2 separate regions of the Danio rerio genome follow, and region 2 is linked to region 1. The links are chromatin contacts, called in public Micro-C maps. All regions are on one chromosome and are shown on one strand. The core of a region is the stretch at or near the end of the contact, and the rest is flanking DNA. Distances in the headings are between cores, read along the strand shown.

What was found. Hi-C and Micro-C count contacts between places; a contact is called where the count stands out from the background.
Region 2: a contact with region 1 is called in a Micro-C map of caudal fin, with 4 times the contacts expected there. The contact joins the promoter of s1pr3a here to the promoter of cks2 in region 1. A contact is called at or near these places in 3 of 18 Hi-C or Micro-C datasets (caudal fin, hematopoietic stem cells and an unstated tissue) and 1 of 4 datasets of contacts at active chromatin or transcription factors (embryo).

What each region holds. Positions count from the first base shown.
Region 1 is chr22:21,151,876-21,154,575 of GRCz12tu, forward strand. It overlaps cks2 (CDC28 protein kinase regulatory subunit 2), which reads right to left and starts at 1,331. Exons shown (of 3, transcript NM_001044969.1): 1 at 1,193-1,331; 2 at 769-896; 3 at 1-328. The coding sequence starts at 1,257. The coding sequence ends at 285. It also overlaps a transcript of shc2 not described here.
Region 2 is chr22:21,320,830-21,323,529 of GRCz12tu, forward strand. It overlaps s1pr3a (sphingosine-1-phosphate receptor 3a), which reads right to left and starts at 1,439. Exons shown (of 1, transcript NM_001082925.1): 1 at 251-1,439. The coding sequence starts at 1,438. The coding sequence ends at 251.

The sequences.
Region 1 (2,700 bases), core at 81-2,580:
GGCGATTACTAGACCTGGAACACCATCCAACTTATTTTACATGACTTCAGTGTAGATCTAAAGAAAACACTTTGGGGAGGTGGAGGCAGCACTCGTTCATTCCCCTCTATAAGCTCCTGCTGCCGTCATCTCCAGACGAAAGGGGGAGGAGAAGTAACATTTCATTACCATAGATCTGCAAATAATAAAACTTATATACAAATCAAAACGTATGGAGAGAAATGCACGCATGGTCACAGCCGACCACGTACTGTAGTTTAACTTCAGATGACAATCTTGAAATCTCATTCCTTGGGAAGCGGCCTTCGGAATAGCAGGATGTGAGGCTCTGTATGGAAAAAGTGGAGGATTTCGGAATATTCATATTTTGGGGGGTATAATTCATTCAGGATTTCTAAAAGGTCTCCACTTATAAAGTAATTAAAGTTATAGTCTCCCAAAAGTGGAAATTTACTCACTATTTACTGGTTATAAACCTTTTGAGTTTCTTTTTTTCTGGTAAATACTCAAAAAATATATATATATTTTGAATAAACCTGAAAGCATTAACATCCATAGTAGGAAAAGCAAATACTATAGAAGTCAATGGTTACAGGTTTTCAGCATTCTTCAAAATATCTACTTCTGTGTCGAACAAAAGAAAGATACAGGTTTGAAACAATATAAGGTAAGTAAATTATGACAGAATTTTCACTTTTGGACAAACTGTCCCTTTAAGGTGTCAAAGTAGGTTTTAGATAATGTTATTAGATGTCCAAGAATACTAACCTGGTTTATGGATCATGTAATGAATCCAGCCCTGACTTTGCTGGACTCCCAGTCCTCTCCATTCCTCCTCTGACATTAAATGCGAGGAAGGCACCAATTTGGAAAGCTGTTTGGGAAGCATAACATGTCTATTTGGAAGAAGAGGAGCAATGTGTTAGTTTGACAAACTGATGTTATGTAACGTAAAGGTTTCACTGAACAGCTCTTCAAGCTGTCAGACAAAACAACGCTATTATTGAGACATAACTCAGAAAATACGCCGTAAACTGCGTATATACCGCCGTATTTGCGTACAATTTTAAGATATTTTATTAAAACAGCAAACAGCCAAATGACATAACAAGTTTTACGTTATGTTTAACGTTACGTTACCCGAAACTTAAAGTGAACAGAAAGGTGAAAGAAAACAAGTGAAAATCCTCACCTGTACTCGTATTCTTCGTCAGAATACTTGTCGGAATAGTAAATCTGCTTTTTCCCTGAAGACATCCTGTGTGATAAATGTTAAATTGAGTCTTAATTTAATGCGAAATACGAAATAAGTCTCGTATGCTCGTTACGGAGTGCCAGTGTTTTTCCTGTAAGGGCGCCGCTTCAGTTTTGAACTCAAACGGTCTCTCGCGCACGTGTGATTGGTCGAGTCACTTGCGGCTCCGCCTCTCTGCGCGCGCCTGCGTTTGACACATTTGACAGCACTGAGTGCACGCGCGAAGCTCTGTTGACCTGGTGAGGTCTGCAAAACACACGCCGTGTGTTTAAAATTATTCATTTTGTCTGTGGGGGACTAATGTTCTTGCCTTTATTTGTCTTAAAGAAAATTTATTTATTTCCAGCTTCAAGGCATTTTTTGGTTTTAGGTGAGTTTCAACCGTGCTACTGTGACAAAATGTGCGATATCAAGGATGACATTAAGCTAACGTTACTCCAAGAGTGTTTCTACCCTGTCATTTATATCTTGGCGATTTCATTTATTATAAAACTTTAAATGATAAACAAATTATAAAACGACACGGTAGACGTTTAAATTAGCATTAGAACAATGTTGTGTGAGATATGTCATGTGTAATTTCACATTGTAAATTAATAAATTGGTTAATCTAATTACCAATGTAGACTCAATGTGGCCGTGATTTAGGTTATAACATTTACAGTTTCACATTTACATTTTACAGTAGCCTAACAATTTTTTGTGTACATGATTTGAGCACATCTTCAAAAGTTCAGGACATATAAATGCTGTTTTAGAGTATATGAACAGCCATAAAAGCTTTTACTTTTTTTGTTGTTGTTGAACAGTCTTGTGTGGGCTACGTGTAGTAATAATATTTTCACAAGCACAAAGTGATTGTGTGACTTAACTATTACAAAGTGCAAAACACCCACTAATGACCCTAGGAACACAACATTTTATCCACCTACAAAATGAGATCAAAAGCTGAGGGGATAGTTCACCCATAAATTAAATTCTGTTCAGTTTTATGTTTATCTTTCAGTTGTTTCAAGTGAACAAAAGAACTGTAACCATTGACTTCCACTGTATTTTTTTTCCTACTATGAATGTCAATGGTTGCAGTTTTGTAGCTTTCTTCAAAATGTCTTCTTTTGTGTACAATATAGTTGAAGTCAGAATTATTAGCCCCCCTTTAAAAAAAAATGCATTTTTAAATATTTTCTAAATCTTGATTAATAGAGTAAGGATATTTTCACAGTATGTCTGATAATATTTTTTTCTTCTGGAGAAAGTCTTATTTGTTTCATTTTGACTAGAATAAAAACAGTTTTTAACTCTTAAAAAACATTTTAAGGTCAAACTTATTAGCCCCTTTGAGCTATATGGGCAACGCGGTGGTGTCGGCTGGGTCAGTTGGCATTGCTGTGTGGAGTTTGCATGTTCTTCCCGTGTTTGAGGTTTCCCCACAAGTTCAAAGACAT
Region 2 (2,700 bases), core at 189-2,688, 170 kb after region 1:
TGGCTCTGTTAGGTGCTCATTGCACATGCTCATAAATATTAATACACGTAGACGTTAATTCAGTTTCTATATCCTTTGGTCAGCATTTGTTCAGTCAAGTCTGTTGTCCTTTTGAAACCTCATTTGTAGAAAAGCTTTGTAATCCTTAAGGAACTGAAGACTAGCTCATGATTACAGAGGAACCATCGCCAAACGTCTTAGGACTAACTAAATCCCTGCTCTTTTGAGCTGATTCCGGTAGTGTCGTAGTTCAGAACTTCCCCAAAGCGGGAAGAGCCCCAGCTTTAACCAGCACCGCAGATAGCAGGTTACCTGGGCCTGAGGAGTGTGTGACAGCCGTTTGTGAAGGATCCTGATGGTGGGAGTTTGACGGAGTGGGAACTTTACTTTGCATTAATGATGACTTGGCTGCACCACTACCTGCTCCAGCCATGCTAGATTTGCTGTTCTCTGCGGTATGTATGACTATTCCCGGAAGTGCCGTCCCTGCCACTGTTGGCATAGAGTCCAGTGAGGTTTGACAACAGCACAGCACACGGAGGAAAGCAGTTCGCATTTCTCTGCTGGAAAACGTGTAGATCAGTGGGTTGAGAGCAGAGTTGAGCACAGCCAGAGCGATGAACCAGTCCACCTTGTAGAGAATCGGGCACTGCTCTGGACTGCATCCCACATCAAGCAGCAGTAGTGAAAAAAGAGGAGCCCAGCATGCCACAAAAACCCCTAGTACTATCACTACTGTGCGCAGAAGAGCGAGCGACCGATCTGATGGACGAGAACTTACTCTTCGCCCACTAGATGTCACAAGTTGGTAGATGCGCACATAGAGGACTACAATTGCTGCTAGGAGGGCTGTGAAGACACTGATGCAGAAAGCTATGTAGCTTTTGTCGTACAGTGGTAGGACAGTGGAGCAGGTGTGGACTCGGTCCAAACAGTTCCAACCGAGGCTTGGCAAGGCACTCAAGAGAACTGAAACTGCCCAGCAGGCTCCCAGGAGAGCTAGTAACCTTCCCCTTCCTGCGGTCTCACAAGGCCGCAAACGAACCATCGTCATGTGGCGCTCAATCCCAATAGCAAGCAAGCTAAAAGTCGAAGCGCTAAGTGCCACAAACATACTCCCCTCTCGCAGCAGCCACTGGCCAGGGCTGAGGAAAAAAGTATTACGGCCGGAGGTGAAGATGTTGACCACATATGCCACTCCAGCTAACAAGTCAGAAAGTGCCAGATTGCCGATGAGAAAGTACATGCGGCTGTGGAAGCGCTTGTTGCGCCATAGTGCCAGAAGAACAGTAATGTTCTCAATCACGATCAGAGCACAGATGCACATCAGGAAGGCCGTCTTACACATACCAGTGCTTTTTGGTCTTCCCCACTTGCCTGAGTGGTTGTAGTGGCTAACTATAACATCATTCATTCCAGGTTCAAGCTCGTCATCCATTTTCCACACGCTCTCCAAGTCCGCTTTTGAACAGCAGATGGCGTCGATTAGCAGCTTCCAGTGAAGTTGGACAAGGGATCCACTGCTTCACACATAATGACTCATGGAGGACCTAATTACAAAAAAAAGACAAATAAAATGTCATAGTCTCTCTGGAAATTTTGGCCTGAAGAAAACATTTAAACCTTTAGGTTTGCTAGTCGTTTATTTTAAGATTATCTAAGCAGAGGGAAACATGATGAAAACCTAAACAAATGATCTCAAACAAGCCAAATAAAGAGCCTGGGGACTGGCTAGCAGTTTTAGGTTTCTGAACCTGAAGTAAAACATGAGTTTTGTTCTGAGGTGGTATAATGAAGTTCACAATCAGATAACCTAAATGACAATACTGTATAATAGCCTACATATATCTGTCTTACAGTGACTACTACAATACTTATTTAAACTTCATCTTAAGTTAACGTCTAGAATGAAGACAACAAAAAGTTAATTTACCAACATTCCCACGCTGCACTTTGAACTGTTATGACTTCCACCTAAATACTCTACTAGACTTTTTGTAAATATGTGTTCATTGTTGTGACCATGTAATCATAAATCTTTGAGTAGCATATTGAATTGTAACTAAAATAAACGACATGCCATAGTTTATAACTATCCTTATAACTTTATGGTCCCTACCATGGAAAGTAAACTAAATTATGATTCAAATCAATGCCAAATTATTATCAATGTTTTATTACGGCTAAATAGTTTTATTTTTCTTCAGCTTATAAATGGCCACAGGCTTTTTTTTTATAACACATTAACTATGATGTGATAAAACAGGCTTACCGATTATTTGTCCTGCGAGATGCTCATCTTGGGTTTCTACATAATTCAAAACAACTTAAAGGTTTTTGTAGAGGAAAAAAACTTCCAACAGTACGATCAGGCTTCTGAAATGATTTATCCTTGACGTTTCTCCGCTTTCTCAAATAAAAGCCCTTTAGAGTCCTTTTTAAAATATATATCCAAGTTTTTGAAGTTAAAACGAAGTGCTGTCAGGTTGTTTTTGTAAATATTTCACCTGCGTGTTAGCGATCCTAAACTCTGAATGCGCCTTTCCTTAACATTCCCTCACACTCTGGGCGGGAACATCATCATTTCTGTTTTTTTCCAGGCAGCGAATGAACGTCCCGTCGTCTGTGTTTGGATAGTTCTGAATTTGTGTTTGTTTGGAAAGTGTGCGCGCGCGCTAATATTTCAGACGGTGGTGATGA